Regions from separate parts of the Mus musculus genome. Here all the other regions are linked to region 4. A link is a contact called in public Hi-C, HiCAR-type, HiChIP or PLAC-seq and promoter capture Hi-C data. All regions are on one chromosome and are shown on one strand. Each heading gives the region's core, a stretch centred on a gene start, on an enhancer-like site or on the middle of the called end of the contact. The rest is flanking DNA. Distances are from core to core; before and after follow the strand shown. Region 1 holds the start of Wee1 (WEE 1 homolog 1 (S. pombe)). Region 2 holds the start of Rnf141 (ring finger protein 141). Region 3 holds the start of Zfp143 (zinc finger protein 143). Region 4 holds the start of Usp47 (ubiquitin specific peptidase 47). Region 5 holds the start of Adm (adrenomedullin). Region 6 holds the start of Btbd10 (BTB (POZ) domain containing 10). Region 7 holds the start of Far1 (fatty acyl CoA reductase 1).

What was found. Promoter capture Hi-C pulls out the DNA fragments that hold promoters and counts their contacts. A called contact is a pair of places that touch in the nucleus more often than the background predicts. HiCAR-type assays count read pairs that join an accessible place to other places. HiChIP or PLAC-seq counts read pairs in DNA pulled down with a chosen protein or histone mark. Capture Hi-C pulls out chosen DNA fragments and counts their contacts.
Region 1: a contact with region 4 is called in a promoter capture Hi-C map of pre-B cells, with 4 times the contacts expected there. The contact joins the promoter of Wee1 here to the promoter of Usp47 in region 4. A contact is called at or near these places in 3 of 39 promoter capture datasets (erythroid cells, hippocampal neurons and pre-B cells).
Region 2: a Hi-C map of B cells shows a contact between it and region 4, with 7 read pairs. The contact joins the promoter of Rnf141 here to the promoter of Usp47 in region 4. A contact is called at or near these places in 5 of 39 promoter capture datasets (the 3T3-L1 cell line, cranial neural crest, hippocampal neurons and 2 more), 1 of 484 Hi-C or Micro-C datasets (B cells), 3 of 115 datasets of contacts at active chromatin or transcription factors (the NIH/3T3 cell line, astrocytes and embryonic stem cells) and 1 of 9 other capture datasets (liver).
Region 3: a HiCAR-type map of astrocytes shows a contact between it and region 4, with 2.9 times the contacts expected there. The contact joins the promoter of Zfp143 here to the promoter of Usp47 in region 4. A contact is called at or near these places in 2 of 39 promoter capture datasets (hippocampal neurons and pre-B cells) and 2 of 115 datasets of contacts at active chromatin or transcription factors (astrocytes and thymic regulatory T cells).
Region 5: a contact with region 4 is called in a promoter capture Hi-C map of liver, with 3 times the contacts expected there. The contact joins the promoter of Adm here to the promoter of Usp47 in region 4. A contact is called at or near these places in 2 of 39 promoter capture datasets (liver and pre-B cells), 2 of 115 datasets of contacts at active chromatin or transcription factors (astrocytes and embryonic stem cells) and 1 of 9 other capture datasets (liver).
Region 6: a contact with region 4 is called in an H3K27ac HiChIP or PLAC-seq map of thymic regulatory T cells, with 9 times the contacts expected there. The contact joins the promoter of Btbd10 here to the promoter of Usp47 in region 4. A contact is called at or near these places in 3 of 39 promoter capture datasets (cranial neural crest and liver), 1 of 484 Hi-C or Micro-C datasets (CD4 T cells) and 1 of 115 datasets of contacts at active chromatin or transcription factors (thymic regulatory T cells).
Region 7: a contact with region 4 is called in an H3K4me3 HiChIP or PLAC-seq map of stem cell-derived neural progenitor cells, with 4 times the contacts expected there. The contact joins the promoter of Far1 here to the promoter of Usp47 in region 4. A contact is called at or near these places in 1 of 39 promoter capture datasets (liver), 1 of 484 Hi-C or Micro-C datasets (CD4 T cells) and 2 of 115 datasets of contacts at active chromatin or transcription factors (pancreatic cancer cells and stem cell-derived neural progenitor cells).

The regions. Positions count from the first base shown.
Region 1 is chr7:110,120,467-110,123,510 of GRCm38.p6, forward strand. It overlaps Wee1 (WEE 1 homolog 1 (S. pombe)), which reads left to right and starts at 1,593. Exons shown (of 11, transcript NM_009516.3): 1 at 1,593-2,459. The coding sequence starts at 1,884.
Region 2 is chr7:110,842,868-110,845,890 of GRCm38.p6, forward strand. Rnf141 (ring finger protein 141) reads right to left here and starts at 1,514. Exons shown (of 6, transcript NM_025999.3): 1 at 1,472-1,514.
Region 3 is chr7:110,060,285-110,063,493 of GRCm38.p6, forward strand. Zfp143 (zinc finger protein 143) reads left to right here and starts at 1,427. Exons shown (of 16, transcript NM_001374618.1): 1 at 1,427-1,491.
Region 4 is chr7:112,022,203-112,025,262 of GRCm38.p6, forward strand. It overlaps Usp47 (ubiquitin specific peptidase 47), which reads left to right and starts at 1,304. Exons shown (of 29, transcript NM_001357952.1): 1 at 1,304-1,544. The coding sequence starts at 1,506. It also overlaps Gm3960.
Region 5 is chr7:110,626,031-110,629,527 of GRCm38.p6, forward strand. It overlaps Adm (adrenomedullin), which reads left to right and starts at 1,627. Exons shown (of 4, transcript NM_009627.2): 1 at 1,627-1,791; 2 at 2,227-2,346; 3 at 2,495-2,644; 4 at 2,832-3,497. The coding sequence starts at 2,249. The coding sequence ends at 3,138. It overlaps Gm28863 (a long non-coding RNA gene), which reads right to left. Exons shown (of 3, transcript XR_003946665.1): 2 at 705-2,385; 3 at 1-468.
Region 6 is chr7:113,368,005-113,371,040 of GRCm38.p6, forward strand. Btbd10 (BTB (POZ) domain containing 10) reads right to left here and starts at 1,335. Exons shown (of 11, transcript NM_133700.2): 1 at 1,195-1,335; 2 at 868-954.
Region 7 is chr7:113,512,142-113,515,278 of GRCm38.p6, forward strand. It overlaps Far1 (fatty acyl CoA reductase 1), which reads left to right and starts at 1,693. Exons shown (of 13, transcript NM_027379.4): 1 at 1,693-1,796.

The DNA.
Region 1 (3,044 bases), core at 343-2,842, 1.9 Mb before region 4:
AGTGGAACAGATCTGCATATGGAAACTTCCACTCTAGAAGTTCTCTTTGAAACTGCCAAACTCACTGGCCTGCGTTGTTCTAAGTAAAGGGCAATTTGCTTCTGTTGAGCTCAATCTTACTTTCAGGTCACCCTGATCAACCCATCTAACAGCAATGTCAGAACTCCCAAGTCAAATGGATCCCTGTGAGTTAGTGGTCAGCTAGGGCTACACAGTTTTCTTATCTTGAAAACAAAACAAGACAAAACCAAACCAAACCAAACCAAAGATCAGTCCATCAGCCTGGCCTGGCAGGTGCACAGGTCTATAATCCCAGCACTCTGGAGGTGGTTCAAATAATCGGGCTACACGGCAAAGGCAGGTCTCAAAAACAAAAATCAGTTTGACTTTTCAGCCTTTGAAGTGTTAAAAAAAGCTCACACACACATTAGTACTCCTAACTACAGTAAATGACAACAGAAGAGTATAATAGGCTATTATCCAGATAATGTGAATCTACATTAAAAAACATCAAGCTTTCTACTGATGGCCTCAGTTCCCCAAAAGTGGGTTCTAATTTCCTAGTGAAAAAGAAACCTACTTTTCTGTATGACAGTCTGGCCTCAGTAATTCCCACTCCAGCAGAGAATGCTAAAAAAAAAAAAAACAAAACCGTAACAAGGAGAAATGATTGATCATAGCATACAAAATAGGAACACACTTGTTGTAAACAGATTTAAGTTACGGTTGAGAAGGTTGTGGAAACTTATTTTTTCCTGGAAATTATGAGACAGGACCACTACAGAGCAAAGGGGTTTTAAACTTCTGGTCCTCCTGCCTCAGCTTCCAGACTGTTTGAATCACAGGTGTGTGCGCCAGCACTCACCTCTGTTACACTTCAGTTTTGTTTTGTTTTTTTTCTCTCCCGGGACCAATCAGTTTGGCTAGCGCACTCTCACGTGTAAGCGAACAAATATAAACACCACGGTTGCAGGTCAGGCATTCGGGCTTGTGGCAGGACCAATTATCACGGATAAGTCTGGCTGTGAGGGACACAAGACTGTGTGAGAGGCCACCTCTGTGTCCTAGTCCTGCAGCTCATTATCTGAGTTTCGCGCTGGGCAAGGTCCAGAGCTCGGTCACTGTTTCCGGCTCGGACCGCGACTATAGAACGTGACTGGACACAGCCACGCCCAGAACGCCCCAGGGGTCGGGCCTCAGAACCTGGGGTTGGACCAGGCTTCTAGGCGTCCCCAAAGGCTGCACGGTGTCCGGATGCTTCTGAACCCGGAGACAGGGAGGCCGACCCAAGGCCAGCACTGGGCAGTAGCCGCCGTCCTCTCGCCCCTCCTCGCAGGGCGGCTCCCGGCAGGCTCCGGTCCTCTAAACATAGACTCTGGGTGGGGTTCTGTGCAATCCAGGCCCACTCATTGGCCCGGGATGCCGCGACCCGCCCACGACTGGCGGCGCGCCTAGGCTGTGGGGCGGAGTCAGCGAGTTCCCGCCAAAATCGCGTAGCTGGTTCCTCCCCCGTGGGCTACGTCGCGCCCTCCCTGTTTTTTCAAACCGGGGCTGGGCGGGGATTGGTGGGCTGGGCCCTCACGTGGTTAACGGTCGCGGGAAGCCGCGGAACCCGAACTTGCGGACGAACTTGCGGAGCCTTTCGCCAGCACTGGACCGGCCAGTCTCCGCTGGACATCCCGCGCCGCAGCCGTCGCCGTCGCCCCGTCGTGAGCTTGACGGGCCTCGGAGTTGCCGCCGCGCAGGCCCGCTGCAGCCTCAGCCCGGCGCGCCCGATCGCACGTGGCGGACCCGCCCCCTGTGCCAGCCGCGACCTGGACGCCGCCGGCCTCTGCTCGCCGGTCCTGTGTTCTCCCGTGCTCCGCCGTGACTGCAGCCGGGAAATGAGCTTCCTGAGCCGACAGCAGCCGCCGCCCACCCGCCGCGTAGGAGCCGCTTACAGTCTGCGGCAGAAGCTCATCTTCTCGCCGGGCAGCGACTGTGAGGAAGAGGAGGAGGAGGAGGAGGAAGGCAGCGGCCACAGTACGGGGGAGGACTCGGCCTTCCAGGAACCGGATTCGCCCCTGCCTTCTGCACGCAGCCCTGCCGAGGCCGAGGCCGAGCGCCGCCGTCGCTCGCCCGGCGCGGAGCCCAGCAGCCCGGGAGAGCTGGAGGACGACTTGCTGCTGCAGGGCGGCGGCGGAGGCGCGCAAGCGGCGGGTGGAGGCGCCGAGGGCGACTCTTGGGAGGAGGAGGGTTTCGGCTCCTCGTCGCCCGTCAAATCACCTTCGACCGCCTACTTTCTGAGCAGCCCGTTCTCGCCAGTGCGCTGCGGCGGCCCAGGGGATGCCTCCCCGCAGGGTTGCGGGGCTCCGCGAGCCATGGACGACCCCTGCTCGCCGCAGCCCGACTACCCGAGCACCCCTCCGCACAAGACCTTCCGCAAGCTGCGCCTGTTCGACACGCCGCACACTCCCAAGGTAATGGAGGGGGCGGAGGAGCCGGCTCCAGGGCCTTTAAAAAAAAAGGCCGCGGCGCTGCAGCCCTGCGCGCCACTGCCCGGGTTCGGTTACATAACCGCCCCGCCGCACCCCGCTCGCTGTCCTGCGCCGCCACTCAAAAAAAAAAAAAAAGTTGGCAGCCCCCCTTTTTGGCTCTGCCTAGAAGTTGTCGGTTAAGATTATGTAACTGAACAATGGGCCTGGTCTGTAACTACTCCACTTTACAAAGGGCCTGGTCCCCGCTGTCCAGGTGGTTGAGTATTGGGTCTCGGTGGTCCGGTGTGCCAGGGTGCCGGATTGCTGCTGGCCACCTGACACTCCGAGCCATATGGTGCCTGTTAAATCCGGTGTCCGGGCCTGTAATTTGGGGGGCACGGATGGAAGGAGTTAGGTTTATTAAAGGGTTTGTTCCAACCCCCTGGACTTGTGGTTCCATGTGATATGGCATTAGAGATTCTGCGCGTCCTTTTGAGTCTCTGTGTTTACCGTCGTGAACTCATGGATATTCCAGGTTGCTTTTGATTGTCTTTCGGGATTTAGTATTACGGAAGCTTTGTGTTTATT
Region 2 (3,023 bases), core at 264-2,763, 1.2 Mb before region 4:
GCTCGAATGACACTACTTAACTTATTATTCACTATTTATACAAACTCTAAGTTTATACAGATATCCAATGATTAGGCTGGTCAGAGTCGGTATAGAATCTAGAATGCCTGTTCTGGGGTCAAAGGTATTAAGGAGGAGAAATAAAACTAAAGAAATCTCAATAAAATAAAATAAAACCTGAAAACCTATAAACAAACAGAGTACTGAGTAAGTGCTGGAGTTCTAATAGCACCAGTTGTTAATTTTCCTTATAGATTATCCATTCATCCTTTCATGGATTCTTGGAAAATTGGCAAGTATTATAGACAGCCTGACAAAGCACACACCAAGTAGTAAGTACACTCTGACTTAGAAAGAAAAATATTCTCTTTGCACCTTCTCTACCTTTTTAGAAAGAGAAATCAACTTCCTCTAGTTAAAAGAATTTAGATATATTCAGAGAATATCTATCCTATATGTCCCTTATATATATGGTTCCCTTACGCCAAATGACAAAGATAACATAGTCTTGAAAAACACAATCATGTTAAGACAGAAACCGAAACCAGCCAGCACAAAAGGGGTAAAACAAAATCCACGCAAGTCCTGAGGGCTCTGAATTCAGAAGGCATTACTTTTCAAGGACAACTATCAGGACCATTGGTCGGGTGACAGTTCAAGCCCAAGTAAAAGTCTAAAGGGTGAATTTCATTCTATAGCAAGCACGGTAAGGGGGTGTGGAAAAGATGGTCTTAGTTTGAGAAGCACGGATTAAAAGCAACTGGGAGTGTTACTGGAGCTACATGTACTCCAGAAGAAGGACAAGAAATGCTGGGCATCAGGAAATGGGGCTGGGTCGGAATATGAAGAATATGAAGGTAGGCTGGAGACAAATTGCAACAACAGTAACCCCACAGTTTTGTAATGAAACTGCACACAGAAGGCAACTTACCCTACAATTATGATTAGCAAGGAAACTTTTTTTTTAATGTCGGTCCTCAAAAGGTAGCAATTAGCTTGACAAGCAAGGGCCCGGGTGCACTGCCGGGGCGGGTTTAGTAGGAGGGCTGGCCGACACCACGGGCCCAGGCTCTCCCTCAGAAGCCTTGCCCTGTGGCCACCCTGCCGCCCTGGCCCCAGCACCCGCCCCTCAGCCCCTCCTTGGCGCACCTGCTCTGCTAACCAACAGCTAAACTGCTCAGTGCGCCAGCGCCAAGATTCAAAACCGCTCGAGCTGATCTCTGAAAGCTCTCCTCAGCACCACCGCGAAGGCGGACCCAGAGTCTCCACCGCCACCGAGAAGGCGGACCCAGAGTCTCCACCCGCCCAGGAATCGGTGCCCAAAGCCCGCAGCCGAGGCCCTGACAAGGGGCCCTAGCTCCTCTGAAGCCCGGTTTCACACCCTGGTGCTGCCCGGGCCTCCACTCCCTACTCCAGGACCGTGGAGTGGCTGGGAAGGGACACAGCGAAGGGGCGGCGCTGCAAGGCTCACCCAGTTCAAGGCATCGCTCTCCTCGCACCAGGGACACCGCCTCGGCTGCTGCTTAGCTAAACCCGCTAGGCGGCAGCGGCGCGGCCCGCAAACCAGTCGCACCTCAGTGACGTAAGGCCACGCCCTCGCGCGTTGCCTGGAGACGGAGCTCCACCCCCCCCTGTTGGCTTTGGAGGTTTTTGTAGCTCAAGGCTGCTGACACACACCTGTAGGCAAAATAGTCACATACATAGAAATCAATAAAATTAAATACTTTTGTAAAAAAGGACAAAAAAATGAAGAGGCAAGTCACAGGCTTTGGAAAAGCAAAATATATTTAACAAAGGACTTCTAATTAGAATACACAATTCTTACCCCTCCCCCCCCCAAAAAAAAAAAAAACAACAACAACAACAAAAAAACCCACAATTTTTTTAAATGGCCAAAGACTAGACTAGCCTTTTAGATTTATGGATAGCAAATAAGCACATGAAATGATGTCTGAGACCATTATGCAAATTAGAAGGGAAGTGAATTATCAATACAATACCACAGTGGCTAAAATGAAAAGAACTGTATTAAATATTGACAAAGATGCTGAACAAATCTGTTCAGATTGTCTGTTGGGGATGTAAAATGATACAATCATTGTGGAACGAGATTGTGGCCATTTCTTTAAAACCTAAGCACAAACATTCCAACCACATAGTCCAGTCATCCTGCTTCTAGAATAGATCCACATGAAGACTAGTACACCAACATCAGATACCTGATGTGGTGGTTTGAATGAAAATGGTCCCCATAGGCCCACAGGGAATGGCACTATTAGGAAGTGTGGCCTTGCTGCAATAGATAAGGCTTTGTTGGAGAAAATATGTCACTAGGGGTGGGCTTTGAGTTTTCAGATGCGTAGGTCAGACCCAGTGTCACTCTCTCTTCCTGCTGCCTGCTGATCCAGATGTAGAACTCTCAGCTACCTCTCCAGCATGTCTGCCTGTGTGCTGCCATGCTTCCCACCATGACTATTATGGACTAAACCACGGAATTCTAAGTCAGCCCCAATGAATTGTTTTCCTTTATACGAGTTTCTCTGATCATGGTGTCTCTTCACAGCAGTAGAAACCCTATGACAACATATCAACAGGTGAATGGAAAACAACTGAAATAAAGTCACACAATGGAATATTACTCAGCAATAATAAAGAATACATGATTGACACACTTAACAATGTGGATGAGCCTGAAATACTTAGGCTGAAAGAAGATAGACCTTCCAAAAAAATTTTCTAGAATAGCCCCCGCCCCCAGGAATCTTTAGTGGCAAAATCAGATCAGTGGTTGCTTAGCGGGTGGTGTCAGGTAGGAAACACTACAGTGTTAGAATGGGAACTAGAGGTGGCTGACTCAACGGTAAAACACTTGCCTAGCATGTTTAAGCCTTGGCTCAGACTCAAACACAAGTCCTCCAAACCTTCAAAGGGTAAGAAGAAACATTTTAGGGTATTGGCTATGTTCACTGTCTTAGAGCATGACACCACAGACATGAATGTAATATGAAAACTTCTCAAATTGT
Region 3 (3,209 bases), core at 177-2,676, 2.0 Mb before region 4:
TGGGTGGATTAGGTCAAGATCATGTCATCAATTGCCCTCTACATAGCAAATACAAGGCCAGACAGCCACACTCTCAAAAACCATAAAAGGATGTATATTCTAAGTCCTGAGATCCTTCAAATGACATTTGAGTACCGATTATGTAACTATGCCCTGGTTAGATTAATATTTTAAAATTGTGATTTATTGGGCCTTATGTGGCATAGGCTATACAGCCTACTCTTAGCACTTAGGGATATACTCTCCGGTTAAATTCATAGCCTACTGAACTATACTGCAAACTAAAGTCTCAGATGGGGTGAGGGCAAGAGAAGGTAATACTGTAGGTTCCGACTAGATTTAGTTACAAACTCAAGTTTCTCCCGGCTATTTTTCGACTTCATCAATGACATCACCTGAAATGCAAGTGACTGACGGCTAATGCTGGTCAACCTCCTCATCTTATTGGAATATACACCTGGTACTGCGGCTACTGCACTCTTATCTGAAATGCCTTGTATTGGAAATGGCTTAAGGGTTGGGCCGAGAGGATTAAAAAAAAAAAAAAACGTACCACATGCCACAACTAATGTCTCAATAGGTTAAAGAGCCCAACAGATGCTTTCTTCATCCTTCAGTTTCACAAAACAGGGAAAGCGCATGCAAAGGACCCGAGCGACCACAAGTCCACGGACACACTAAGAGCATTCGCTTTGCCTCCCAGCGGAAGCTCGGCTCCGCCGGGATCTCCGCAGAAGCAGAAAGCTCAACCTCCCATGGCATGGTCATGCCCGGAGATTGGGGAAGGGCAGGCAGGTTCCGAACCCAGTCTCCGGCATCAGCTGCGCTAGGCACAGAGACCCAAAGCGAAGGCCTCGGCCGACTCCGAGAGCCCCTAGGGAGCGCGTGGGAGGTTCGGGCCGCCCTCCTGCCTTCCTCTAACCTTCCAATGAAATAACACTCGGCAATAGAAAGGCAAGGCCCATCCGGCCTCCGATACACGCTCCGGCAGGGCCACCGGGAGCTCCATGGGTTCCACATTAGCCCTGTAGGGAAAATGGCGCCCATCACCCTATTTCCCTCCCGGGCAATCAAAAGGACGAACCTCCCTCCCTTGCTACAAAATGGCGCCTCCCGCTGGGGCCCCAGAATCGGCATAATTCACTCGTCCGTGGGGCGGAGTGGTCCGCGATGAGCAGTTTCGCCATCCAGTCAGGCACAGAAGCTTTGATTCCGTACCTGGCGCCAGCCACTCATGAGCGGGTAGGAAGGTCAGGCAACAATGACGCAGGTGAGGTGGGCGTAGTTAGTGGCGGTTTCCTGCCCGTCAGCTAAATCTAGACCAATCGAGAGCAAGAGTCTTCCAGTGAGTGACGTAAAGACAGCCCAATGGAGGGTAGGGGCGGGACTCAGAATTGCTATGCGGGTTGCGGGGCTTGGGGGCCGGGCGGCTGTTTCCTGTCCTGGTGCATGGTGGTCGGACGAAGGAATTGTTGGAAAATTTTCTCGGAGGTTCGTATATAAATGTGTTTTTACCCAGTGTGCATTATTCTCCGCCCGGCCGCCGCCCTCAGTGCGGCGGCGCGGGCCCACTCGGGCCCCGGCTCTCCCTCCAGCTGCTTATGCTGGTCCTCAGGCCTGGCCGATCCTACGGCCGCCTTCGTAGCGCAGCCCGGGCAGAATCGGAGTTTATTAATAACCCGAGGCCGCCACTCTAGGGCGGCGGAGCCTTTCCCTCTGAGGACGCCACCCCACCCCCCTTCACCCAGCGCCCCGCCTGTCCCCTTAGGGGGCCGCTGAGGGGAGGGAGAGCAGGAGGGGAGGGTGGAGCTCTCGGGAGCCGGGAGGCTCAGCTCGACCTGACCTTCGCGCGGAGCGAGTCCCTGGGCGCTCGCTCGGTGTGGAAGCCGGTCGGACTGGGCCTCCGGGCCTCGGTTCTCAGCAGGCCCCAGCAGGGGCGCGGGGCCCGCGGCTGGGGACACGCCTGCATATCGCCCCCGGGTTTCTTCCTATTCTGATCGTAGGCACATTTATTCGTTTTCACAATTTTTTTCTTCAAAAGTCTGTGAGGCCTAACATCGAATATTCAAAAATAGTCTCTTGGAATGTTTTATAATGGGACTTTCGTTCACTCATTTTTTACTTTCTCCCTTTCATTAAACGATGTTTCAATAAGTAGAAATGAATACCACTGCCCATCTGTTTGTTTAGAATCAAGTTCTGCCTTCCCTTTTGAAATATTCAAATCATCTGGCATATTCCGTTGGGAATGTGAGAAATTGCACGTTTCAGATTGTGTTCAGTTTGGTCCTAAATTTTACTAGGAAAGATGCGTTCAGCCCTATTCGGCAAAAACTTGTGTAACATTTTAACACTTTCTTCATTCTAAGTATATAGTAAATTCATTGTGAAATGTAAAGATCACAAAACAATAAGCATAAATCTTACCCTGACATTTTGAGTATTTGGAGATGAGTCAATCGACTCTACAAATACTCTTCCCCTTTGTTTATTTTGGTTTGTTTTATCTGGGCATGGTGTCTCTGTCTATAATTCCAGCAATCGGAGTCTGAGGCAAGAGGATTTCAAGACTACTCTTTATTACAGATTTACAGCTAGCTACACACTGAGTTCCTGATCTCAAGTATACTAATAACAGCTTTTTGATAGAATATACACACGTTCAAATTCACCTAAAATAGTCCAAACTAAGTCTGGTAGTTCAACTTTGAAATCTAAGCTATCAAGGCAAAAATAGGAGAAATTTCAAATTCAAGGCCTGCCTCCACTACAGATTGAGTTTATGGCCAACCTGAGTTACCTAGGAGTAAGGCCCTATCCTACGAGAAGAGCAGGTTGAGGATATAGCGAGTGGGGGAATGCTTACCTACCAGGTACAAGGCCTTAAATTCGGGCCTAAAGACTGCAAATTAACTCACCATGCTAATGTATACCTATACATACTTGGGAGTAGAGACAGGAAGATCAGTTCAGAGTCATTTTTGGCTGTGTACTTAATTGGAGGCCAGCAGTCAGTCACACTGGAGGTTGTCTCAGGAATGGGAAAAATAAGCCTATAGAGCTAGTACATGCCTTTATAATCCCAGCACTCTGGAGGCAGGTGAATCTACAGATGGAATTTCTAGATAGCCAGGCAGGAATACACAGAAAAACCTTGTCTCATAATGAAAACAAACAAACAAACAACTAAACAAGAAAATACTTGGCCT
Region 4 (3,060 bases), core at 54-2,553:
TAGTTGAAAATGCACTTCTTCCATTAGGATCAAAATCTTTGTGGGTTACCTTTTTCAGCTTATGACAGCTATTAAAGCCAAGTACAGAAATAACCTGAACACTGAATCAGATATTTTAATAAGTGTTTCACAAAGAATTAGCTTTTAAAAAACTAATGAAACCTAGTCAATCAGAGTGCGTTCACTAAATATTTTCAGTAGGGTTAATGGATTTTTTTATACCATTACTACTTAAAATCTCGTTTATTTTAAATGTCTGTCTTTGCTATAATTTTTAGAATTTGTAGATGTTTTACAGTGCCACAAATAGCAGAATTCTAATAAATCTTACATAACTGTATAGAGAGCTTTTCTTGGGTGTGGGGTGTTCAATAGTAACAAGTTTGGCGAACCAATAGCATAGGTAAAGGAGTTGGCGCTGTGGATGCTGGGTACATGGCACAATGGAATTAACTCAGCAGGCTGTAAGAGGACTAGTTTGCCAAAAGTCTTCATGAAAGACGTCTCACTGGGTCTTCATAATGGAAGGAGTGCGGTGAAGGAAAATGACTAATAGGAGATTTGTTTGGTCAAACACATGGTATTTACCGTCTGGGGAGATTACAAAAAAAAACATATTCAAAAGGACAGCACAGGTTGAAGCGCACCACAGCTCTGCTCTCAAAAGGCTCCCTCAGACTTGGCCCTGTAGGAGGATGACAGCAAGCCACCCAGAAGGGTGCAGGGGAGCACCTCTAAGTGTAGTGACCCCTCTTTAAGGGGCTCCAGGGGCTAGCTGATGGGCACCGAGGTCCCTAAGGAGAGTGGGGCGGCCACGAAAACATGACAGACGAGGACCAGAGCCTTGAGGGCGAAAGCCAGAAAGGCGATTTCTCTACAAGGCGCGTTGTTTACCAGCTCGAGGCCAAAGGTTCCTCAAGTGGGGCTGCAGCGGGGTCGCTGGAGACCAGGAAAGAGTCTGGGGACTGCAGGGCTGAAAGGGGGGCTTTGAACTGGAGCTCGTTCGTGACGCAGGGGCCTCGTCCCTCCCTCGGCCGACAGAGGGAGCCGGAGGATGGGAGGACCGGCTTCCCCGTAGTGAAAAGCGCCTACACCGGCTCTCAACCAGCGTAGCGCGGCGTACCCCGGGGCTGAGCAAGAGGTGAGAAGATCCCGAGCTCACGACGGCCGCCTGCATACCCCAGGCGCCAGACGCCGGGCCGCGCGCCCACTGCGTTGAATTCTCGCGAGAGCGGCGGCCGCCATTTTTCCATTGATTGCCGCGGGCCGGGGGAGGGGCGGCGGCGGCGGCGGCAGCGGCGGCGGCAGCAGCGGCGACGGCGGCGGCGCCCTGGGTCGGTGTCTGCGCGCTGGTGTCTAAGGCCTGAGCGGAGGCCTCCTCAGTTGCTGGAGCGCAGGCGGCTGGGAGGATGACTGTCGCTGCCGTTCTCTCCTGAGACACAGCCGCCGCCACCTCCACCAGGCCCCCGCAGGCAGGGCGGAGACGAGCGGTCGGAGTCTGAGCGATGGTGCCCGGCGAGGAGAACCAACTGGTCCCGAAGGAGGTGAGGGGCCGGCGGGCCAGACTAGGCCCGAAGCCTGCGGTCCGCTCGAAGTCGTGCAGGCCCCGAGCGGGAGGCAAGGCTAGGGCCGGGCAGGCGTGGGGCCGGGTGGACGGTGGGCGCGGCGGGCAGTTGGAGACCGCTGGTTCCCGGGGCCACGTAGCCGAGGGAGAGCTCCGGCTGCGAGGGGCTAACGCATCAAAGACTGGACCCGAGGAGTTGGGTTCTGCTCCCGGGGGTGGGGGGGAGTATTGCGGAGAGAAAGTGGCCTTTGAAGTCCAGACTTCACACACGTCGAGCCGAGAGAGTTAAGAGAGATCGTTTCAAAGAAAACATTCTGGAACAGTTGCCCGTGGGCAGGACGGGGTGACGGTGCTGCTTCTGGGGTTTGACAGCGTATAGCTTACGGGGCTTGTGAAATCGACACCTAAGTTGAGATCTGTGGGAGGGCAGACTTAACTGTTAAAGAGTTGTCGGTCTCCCCACCCCCCTCCCCCCAGCCTCCATTCCCCCTCCTGTTACTTCGTAGTACTATCGGCCAGCCTAAATGGGGCCTACCCAGGATCGTTGAAAAAGTAGTTAAGTGGGGCTTGAACGGGAGGGTAAGAGATAGCCGAGTTAATTTCACCATATGGAGAGACGAAACGTTGTTTTTGTGTGTAATTTTGGTCTTTTTCTGGTGTTGCCAACTTGGGTGACTTAAATTCTTAAAAGCGAGTGACATAAGACTCCCGGACTTCTTGGCTTCCCTTGAACAGTCAGTAGTAGAAGATTAAAGGTAGAATCCTGCACTGGCCAGTGGATTTCGACATATTAATAGTCCGTTGGCTTTATAAATATCCTCAGCATATTCAAACATGTATTTTTAACTGCTGGTCGTCAGGCTTAATGCTTTGGACTTTTATATCTCATATACCTTAAATAGATGCCAAGTGTTAAGTTGAAATTAGGATGGTAGGATCTTGATATTTATACACGATCATTTCGGATTCCTAAATGTTTAGGTTTTGTTTGTTTGTTTTTTAATTGTAGCAATTTGTTGCTACACAGACAACCCCTGGCACAATGCAAAGTGACTTTATTTTGTACCTGAATAGTTAAAATTTCCCATCTTTCCTTAGATGGATAATAAGTTGATTTTTAGGGTTTTGTTTTGCCGTTTTGAGGTAGGATCTTACTATGTGGACTTTGAAGTACAGACTTGGCTGGCTTGGAACTCACTTGTAGATAAGCTGGCCTGGAAATTCTTAAGAGGTTTCCCTGTCTGTCTCCCCCGATGCTGGGATTAAAAGTGTGTGCTATCAAACTCAGTGGAGTGCCTGTTTGCTGTTTAAGGCTGAGTTGTGTGTGTGTCAGTATTTTATCTGTCAGACATCTCTAAGTCTCAGTACAGCAGATAAGCACGAACTAAAGATCTTGCCTCTGGAACAGTTTCAACAACTGAGAGTTAGGAAGTCGGGAATGTGAGTCCTCCTATGGTCCAGTCCGGCATTTTGAACTTTGTACTAAGTAACAAGGA
Region 5 (3,497 bases), core at 377-2,876, 1.4 Mb before region 4:
GGCCCTAAGGCGGGCCAGTTCGCCTAGCTGCAGCCCTTTCAACATCCGTGTCCCAAGCCCCTACCAGAAGCAGAACCTGGGAATCTGTCCCCTGCCCAAGGGGGAACTCCGTTTTGCAGTTTTAGGAGGATAAGTAATCTCGGCGCGGCCATTTCTCCCCCAGGTGCAATGTCCATGGTTGTCTGGAGGGTGACAAACGGGCTGAACCAGCAGTGCTTAGCATAGTCTGCGCTGTGAGCAAGGTCCGCGGGACAGGAATGCCTAGTCGGTTTTGCTCTTGGTCTAACACTTAGAGGCAGATAAGGTAGGACACTGGGAGATCTGCCGGGGTCGCCAGGAAGAGGACATGAGTTGTCTGTGTCCACATCACCAGGGCTGGGGGCTAGGAGCTGTCGTAGGTCATGTCTTTAGCTTCGGGACCTTCCGGGAGACCTGCATGCGGAGCTACGCCTGTCGCCCAGTTTGGCCCTAGAAGGGAAGAAAGTGAACTCACGGATCTGTGAAGAGCACCAGCCCGTGGCAAACGTGTTCGAACTGATTCATCGTGAATTAGCACATATCTCTGGGCTAGGCGGGGGCCGGCATTCTCCCCCCACCTGATGAGAATGGTGACCCCAGCCAGAAAACCGAGCCGCTGTGCCCCAGTCTTTTGAGTCCAGACTCTACAGCTTCCCACCTTTAGTGTGACTGGGCAATAGACTTACCCTTTCGGCACTTCACTTTAATTCAAGAGAACACCAGCTCGGGAGTGTAGAGATCAAAAGCGATTGGGATCTGGCTGGGATTTGTCAACTGTAAAGTGATTAACATATGTGAGGCATTAGTGTGCTCCCAGTCAGTCAATCCTCACGTTTATGATGGATGAATGAAGGCAGTCAGGTCAACTCGCAGGTCATAGCCTTATAAGGGATAATAGTATCACAAGGAAGAAAACAAAACTATCTCTCTTCCTAATTTTGGCTATTCCTGTATTTCCAAATAGGAATGTGAGTTCTGAATTTTCAGATAACTACCCTCTCCAAACCCCAATTTCCAATTCAGCTGTTCCCAGTTCTGCCCTTATTACGAAATCCGTACTGGCTAGTCTATCGAGAAACCCCTCAGTCCCAGTCACTGGAGACTGAGCCTCTCCCTTCCAGGTGTACCCTGCGGGCACAGATGGGGGTCGAGGCTCAGTCAGGTGCTAAGCCGGCAGGGGGCGCGGTCCATTTGAGGTCACAGCTCCCCAAGTCCGGGGTTTTGGTTATCCATGTGTCCCACCCGTCTCCCGGTTCTTGCAGCACTGTCCAGGAAGCTCAGATCAGCACTCTGGGTTGTACACATTATGGGCAAAGGATTCACCCCACCCGAGTTGTTCTGGTTCCCCTTCCCTTCTCACTGTTTGAACTCTATGCTGGGAAATTAGGGCAAGGGAAGTCCTGCTCCAGTCTAATCTCTCAGAGCGGATCTCTGAGATGTCTAGCCACAGGGGACCTCTTACCCCTACCCCCCATACCCACAGGCAAGCTGCAGGGCAGGTCTGGTTTTAGAAGCAAGCACGCTGGAGAGGGAGGACTCCAGGGCAAATCTGACCACGCCCACCGTCCGCCCCTGAGCGCTTATAAGACGCTGGAGCTGGTGCTCACTAGTCAGTGGTTTCTTGGTGACACTAGACAGAGCAACTCCAGCGTTACCGCTCCCGCTCCTGGTTTCTCGGCTTCTCATCGCAGTCAATCTTGGACTTTGGGGTTTTGCTACTGTCAGAAGGACTTCTTTCTGCTTCAAGTGCTTGACAACGCACCCCTTTATCAGGTAGGAACCGCTGGCCTCCAGCATGTTAGGGAGGGGGACGGCTTTGCCAAAGCCCCAAAACTTGCAGAGCTGGACAAGGGGGAACAACCCACTTTAGGGTATCCAATGTAGAGAACACCTCATTGCCCAGGTCTAGCTCATGCGCACAGCTGGAGCTCTCTTGAGATCCCCCCTCCTCCTTGGGCTGAGATCCTGGGACTTTAGTTGGAAACCTCTGGAAGCCTGGCACTTCTCAATGGCTTCCTTTGCCTTGCTTGTCACCCACCCGGCCAGCGCAAAAATCTCCGGTGTTTCTCTGCGCCAGTGGGGGAGATAAGCAGCTGAGCCAGGAAGAGCGCTGCCAAGCGGCTCCCCGTCCTGCCGCCACCCTTCGCGTGCTGACGGGATCGTGCTGCTGGCCCGGTTGCTCACACTCGGTGTCTTGTTCCTTTCCAGGGTATCAGAGCATCGCCACAGAATGAAGCTGGTTTCCATCACCCTGATGTTATTGGGTTCACTCGCTTTCCTAGGCGCGGACACTGCAGGGCCAGATACTCCTTCGCAGTTCCGAAAGAAGTGAGTTTGGGCCGTGCTTTCTTTCTTCACTTTGAATACCTGGCAATGAGAGAAAACTGAGAGATGGTCTGGAGGTGTTACAAAGGGAGTGGAGCTGGCTGGGACATCACTTGAACTTAGGCCAAACGCATCTGCTTGTGTTTTCTAGGTGGAATAAGTGGGCGCTAAGTCGTGGGAAGAGGGAACTACAAGCATCCAGCAGCTACCCTACGGGACTCGCTGATGAGACGACAGTTCCTACCCAGACTCTTGATCCATTCCTGGACGAGCAGAACACAACTGGCCCCCTACAAGCCAGGTAACTATGCTCTCTGCAGAGGATGTGCCCTCTCCACTACTCTGACCCTGGGGATTGTCCTGGCTGCACTGCAGCTGAGGCTCCGGCGGAGGGAACGGGTTCCAGGTCCCTCGGGTACTGCATGGCTCCGGTCCCAGGTGGTTGGGACCAAAGCCCCGGTTGATGAGGTGTCCTTCCTTCTTCACAGCAATCAGAGCGAAGCCCACATTCGTGTCAAACGCTACCGCCAGAGCATGAACCAGGGTTCCCGCAGCAATGGATGCCGCTTCGGGACCTGCACATTTCAGAAATTGGCCCACCAGATCTACCAGCTAACAGACAAAGACAAGGACGGCATGGCTCCCAGAAACAAGATCAGCCCTCAAGGCTATGGCCGCCGGCGCCGGCGTTCCCTGCTGGAGGTCCTCCGGTCCCGGACTGTGGAGTCCTCCCAGGAGCAGACACACACAGCCCCAGGCCCCTGGGCGCACATCTCCAGACTCTTTAGGATATAGGTGCGGGTGACAGCATTGAACAGTCGGGCGAGTATCCCGTTGGCGCCTGCGGAATCAGAGAACTTCGCACCGGGGCGGACTGAGACAATCCTGCAGAGATCTGCCTGGCTGCCCCTAGGGGAGGCAGAGGAACCCAAGACCAAGCCAGGCTCATGCCAGAAACCGAGACTTACAGGCTGATACTCTCCGGGCAGGGGTCTGAGCCACTGCCTTGCCCGCTCATAAACTGGTTTCTCACGGGGCATAAGCCTCATTACTACTTGAACTTTCCAAAACCTAGCGAGGAACGTGCAATGCTTGTTGTCCAGCCAAAGGTAACTATAGTATTTAAGTTTGTTGCTGTCAAGGTTTTTTTTTTT
Region 6 (3,036 bases), core at 85-2,584, 1.3 Mb after region 4:
AACCTCTGTGTTAGAAAAAACGATTAAGCCTAAAATCTCCAAAATTAACTGTCCTCGAAAACTATATTAACTCATCTTTACCTCCCATTTAGTAATTTTCCAAGTACTTTCTACTGCTTTCTGCTTAATATTCAGCATCAGTCCTTGGTTCAATGCCCACGGTTGAGTTCTAGATGGACTCTCCAGCGCAGAAACTTGTTCAGTCTTTACATTCACATGTCTTATTTTATCTTTCCATCCAATTTCTACAGTCTATTTCATTCAAAATTCATCCCTAAACCCCTCTCTAAAAAGTTTGGATCAAATTGGGCTGGTGGGGCAAGAGAAGAGTGGGAGGCAGGCAAGAACAGAAAGAAACCCAACTGCCAATCAATACACTGTACTGCTTCATTCAGATTGTTAGCTGAAATAAAAAGCGTGCAGACTCTTACATGGCTATAAAATAATTTCCTATACTAAATGCACAAAGTGGAAAACTTTTTTATAGCCTGGTCGTGGACTCCAAATACCAATAAGAGGCTAAGACTCAAAATTTTAAAGAGATAAAAAAAAAAAAAAAAAAAAAAAGACATGGGAACCCGGGAAAGACCGAGGTTAGGCACAGCACACTAACCCACATTGACAAACTAAGTGAAATCTCAGGTCCCCTCCAGCCCATACCCCAAAATCAGGGGTGTCAGAGGGCTTGTGACTCACAGAGAATAAATCTGAACCTTTTCTGGGCAAGTTAGAGTGGGAAACCAAGCTTTACCCTCGTTGAAACGGTTACAGAATAAAAGCACACAGCAGCACATCACAGGTGTCTCATCCTCCATCCAAAGGGCAACTCCCCCACCACCTTATCCCCAAACTGGGAGCCTTACTCACCGCCCTATTGTGATGCGCCTTCTTCGGTTTGTCGCCGCGGTGACCCAAAGATGACAGGAAAGGGGCGGGGCACTGGGTTACTCTGCCCTGGAAAGGAGGTGTGAGAAAATAGCTTTTTTTCCCCTGGGAAAAGGCCTCCAGACTCCTAACCCAAAAAGCAGCTCCCTTCCCCGCCTCTCCGGACCCGGTGCTCAAGCGGGCAGCCCCGAGCACCGCGCCCCACGCTCCTGGAGCCGCCGCCAGCCTCCCGGAGCCCGGTTCACAGCAGCTAGCCTCGCCCTCGGCTTCCACTACAAACCCAGCCGCCCGCACCCGGCCCGCTCCAACCTGCTGGCCCCTGAGACGTCCACCGAGGGTCTTGGGGAAGAGCTCCAAGAGAGAGCGACGCTCCGCTCCCTCCGCCCACTGAACCGGACCCCTCCGGTGCTAGGTGTGAGGCGGCCGCTCCACCGGCTGCGCCTACCAGAGCCGCCCCGGCAGGTTGCAGGCCGGCTCCTTAGCTGCTTCTCGCGAGACTTCGCATTAGGAAGAGGTGAGGCGAAGCGAGTTCTCGCGCGAAGGACGGAGCTCCTCCCACAGTAGGCGTGTCACCGGGGCACTGAGAGCCTGAGTAGTGTCTCCGCGGTCTCGGTTGGCAGTGCTGTCCCGTAGCTTCCCCGCGAGCGCTTCTCTGCGCGGTGAGCCAAGAGCAGTCTCAGGCCACCTCCACACCTCTGAGCACACCCTCACTCCACGCTTCCTGTCACCGTTAGGCAAAAGCCGGACGGCGTCTCCGGGCCAGTAAAAGCAGTGCCTGGGAGTCTTCTTCTAGGAGAGCGTTTCTGTCAGCAGGGCGAACGCCCGGGTCGCCTTCCTCCGCGGGGTCCGCGAGCTGGTACGGGCAGCACGAGGCGTTGGCAGGCGGTGGTCCGGAGGTCGCCGCTTCCCCGCGGCCGCCGCTTGGTTTGCAACGCTCTGCTTGGTTTGAAACCCTCTGTTGTTGGCGGGAACCGGTGCACCAGCTGACACGCCTGCGGTGGCGCCACCTCTGGGACGCGGAGAATCAGCTGAATGGGTTGAGTTTCTGGCGGGCAAAAGCTCGCCAAAGTAGCACTCCGGTGTCACCGAACCCACCGTGTGCCTGATGGGAGGCTCTAAAAGAGATGGAAAAGTGAGGAAGTCACCTCCCCGGCGCTCAAAACTCTCCCCTCCCGGGACTCAGACCCACAGAGGAACGGATAATCCTCTTTATGCTTGCTACAGAACATACTCCCCTTAGTGAGTGAGCTGTAGGAGCTGATCTGAGACAATCCTGTTGAGAACCCCTCAGTGCAGTTGCTCGCTCCTCTGGTCTTGGGATTGCGAAGGGTGGCAGAAGCTGAAAGATTGAGTTCCAGGTGTTTCTGGGCTAACGTGAGATCTCATCTCAAAAAGCAGCCCTCCACTAGGGAGTGGCATTTGAGTCCAATTTTAAAGATCAGTAGAAGTTCCCCCATTTTGAGAAGAGAGGGAAGGGCATAAACAAAACCCAATACATGTTTCAGTATTTTGGTAAGAAAACTGTTTTGTGAAAAGAACTTTGTTTAAAATCTAGTTACTGTAAGAAAAAATTCCTTGGGTCCCATATGTGATACCACGTGTTTTTCAAACCAACATTTATGCTAAGTAAATTATCATTTGAAGTGGAAAACTGGTAGCAGGCATACTTTCCTCCTGAAAATGCTTAAATATCAGAGACCAAAGGAAGACAAAGATTATTGTTACATAGTGTACACGTTTTTTTATAGCCAACATTCTACATTCTTGGAAATTGCTGAAAATCTTAAAAACATTGTAAAAAGAGCAAGCTAATGAGGCTTGAATATGAATAATGTTCAAAGAAACCTCAAGGAAACCCTCAACAATAGCAAAGTCCTCCCCAATCTTGATACAGTTTTCTGTAATTTATCTCAAATAAAGTAACTGTAGCACAAGTTGGGGGTAAAGATCAAACTGGATTCTTCATTCCCTTATGTCTAAATTGAAGCTGTCATTTTTCTAATGAAAGGTTTTGACCAGGCCATGGTGCATGCCCTTAATCCCAGCACTCAAGAGGCAGAGGCAGGCAGTTATGTGAGTATGCAGTTGCATATGTGTGCATGCTGTGGAGGCCAGAAATTGATGTTGGCATTTCCCAGTAATCCTCCACTG
Region 7 (3,137 bases), core at 443-2,942, 1.5 Mb after region 4:
ATGCATCCAACATACATATGAGATTGTCAAATAAAAAAAGCACAGAGTTTGCAAAAAGGGCAATCCCTTATACCCGTAGTAGTTTGTAGTTCTTAAGTATTATTTCTATTATTTTAAATTACGTGTATGCGTGTGTCTGTATGTGGGTGGTATGTGGATGTGAGTGCAGGTGCCCATGGAGCCCAGAAGGGAGGCATTACTAGCAGGTGATTGTGAACTGCCAACTGTAGATTACTGGGGACTGAACTCGCATTTTCTGAAAGAGCAGTACCTGCTTTTAGCCACTGAGTCTTCTCTCTAGCCTCGGTTTTTAGTTTTTGAATGACAGCTAAAGCCTGGTGTTGATTATAACCAGGATGCAATAGTTTTTTCCAAAATGATTGCACCGTGCATGAAGCACACAGCCCCACGAATCTTCTTCATACACCCGGGTAATCACCACCACATCAAGAAAAAACAGGTTCCCAGCTCATACATTGTAATGAGCATAGTTTTTTAGAAAAATGTTTTTTAGGCATGTAAAAATAGTGTAGTCAGGATCCCCACTACACTCAAGGCTGCACCTGATAACCATAACTCCGTACACCACTCACTCAAAGATAACAAGAGATAGTCCTAGAACTAACTCCACGATGCCCAGTGAACAGTATATAAGCAGAGACTAAGAGCAATGCTCTGCTCTGCACATCTGGAGAGATGCCACTTTGATCTGCCCTGTGGCTGGAGAATCTTTTCTAGGATCCTGCCCCTGGAATCAGAAATTTCTGTTTGAGACTGGACCTGACCTTCAGCCAAGATACATCGCATAGGTAAGCAGCCTCGGGAGATAGGCTTAGGACCGTAGTTAGGAATTCAGAGTGTTTATATTGTGTGAAGACCCAAAGCATAACTAAATAAAACTTGTTATACTAACTACGCGTATCTACCTTCTAGCTCGCGACACTCAGCAAGTTCCCGTGCACCCTAGCTCTCAGCACACGCCCCACCTTCCAACGCTGAAACTTCTCTCACTGTCCCTACATCTTGCACGGGATTGTCTTGAAGGAGGAAGGACTAGGTGGACAGTCTCTCGGGGAGGATGGACGCGGGCTCCAGTCCTCCCGATGGGCCCTTCAGAAGGTCCATACAGTGCTGGCTCCACATTCCGAAGGAACCAAGCTGGCAGTTATCAGGGAGGATCCTCACACTCAGTTAAGACCGAGGGTAGCCGGCCCCATCTGGGGAGCGCCAGGGTGCACGTTGGCAGTACTCAAGCACGCCGCGATGGCTGCGGGGCGGGCTCTCACGTCTGCCACTTGTCCCGCACCTTTTGCGTGGGCTGGGCTCCCGCGCCAGGGTAGTCGGGCGTGGCCCAGGGCGCGACCCTCCGGGAAGCGGGCGGCCGGGGGCGGCGCTGCTGAGCGGGGATGTGCGGCGCGCGCCCATTGGCTGCGCTTTCCCCGACCACACCGCCCAGCCGCCCACTTCCCGGCCTCTCTCCGCTCCCCCATTGGCCGTCCTGCCTGGGGGGTTTGGGGTGGGCGGCTGAAGAAGAGTGGAGGGTGAGCGGTTCTCCCGGGAAGAGTGTGAGCAAGAGCCAATCAGGAGCAGACGTGGAAAAGAGGCGCCACGCCAACCAGTCAGACCCCGAGGCGCGGTCGGGACCCGTGACGCCATAGCGCTCTCAGCCAATGGGCGCACCGCTGTCGGTCCGCTCTTCAGCAGCCGGTCGGGGGCGGTGAAAAGCGAGTGAGGAGAGCGCGACCACGGCGTAGCCATCGCTGAAGGGAGAGCGAGGCCCGAGCTTCCGCGTCGAGGTGAGCGGCACGGGCTCTGTCGCAGGCTCGGCCGCGGCCCCTCCGCACTTGGCCGCCGTTTTGCGGGAGTCCTAGGCCGGGCTGCGTTGAGGTGGGGCCTGCGAACCGCCCCGCCCCCGCCCCGCCACGGCCGCCTGGAGGCGGGGGCGCCTCCTCTGCTGGGACTGTCCCTGCGCGGCGTGGCCGGGCCGCCGCCCTCCCGACTGCCAGGGCCGCGGCGAGGGAGCTTAGAGGCCCCTGGCCTGCAACCCGGGGAGGCAGGGGTTCCGTCTGCGGGGGGAGGCCGCGCAGAGGCGGCCACGGTGGGGGCCCGAGTTAACGGAGGAGGGTGGCGGCCTGGGATTGAGAGGAAGAAAGTGATGGGAAAGGGGTGATGCTCTGGAGAGGGCGTCCAGTGAGGAGGCCCCTGCTCCAGAGTGGGATCGGCCTCTGGGAAGTAGGTATCAATGGCGTTGCGGAGAAATCAGCTGAGAGATGGAGAACTGGTTTGGGGTTTGAAGGTTAAGGTCTCTGGACCAATGGGGACAGGGCATGTGGAGTGTGAGAAGGTACACACAGAAACCGGAAGGTGTCCGAGGAGTGGATTTTAGATGAGGGGTGGATGGAGGCTGTCTGACTAGAAGGCGTTATTTGGTTTCTTGGAAAGTACACAAGGAACAGTCAAGGTGGATTTCTGTGTGCTTGCTCAAGGGTGGGGATCTTTTGTGAACAGTGGAGTGAGTTGGGAGTACAGAGTTGAGAGAGAGTATCTCAGGATGACAGCTCGGAACACTCAACGTAGCTACCTACTGAGGCTGATCATTAGCTCACCTTTATGCTGTCCCCTGGATGATCCATCTGATTGTTTAGCCACAGCTCACACAAACTTAGCTCTTAGAAGTAATGGGTATTAAGTATTCTTTGATTTTTTTTTTTTTTTTTTTTGGACTGGGAAATTGCTTAATTCTTAAAGAAAAGTGCTAAGGGCAACATTTAAAGAGTCTGGTTGGGGATGGATAATGGATGGGTAATATGACATGAGGATGGTGCAAGGTGTCTTACAAAAACAGAAGTGATACTGTGTGAATGTAGTTGTGCAGTTCTGAATGAGCAATCTTTTTAATGTAGTGGAATTTGTTTTATGCTTGTTGGGCAGTTGCTTTCACTTTTGAGACTAGTTTTGTAGTTAAATAAACAAAAAATATTTTCACTTAAGAAAGACATTAGTATATGTGTGTTGCTGTCAACTGCTTTCCTCTTTGAAGCTTTTATTTGTAGGGTACAGGTAGAATTAAATCCACATTTTCAGTGGATTTAAATGGGAGAGATAATTTCTGCTTAAAGATAGGACAAAAGGCCGGT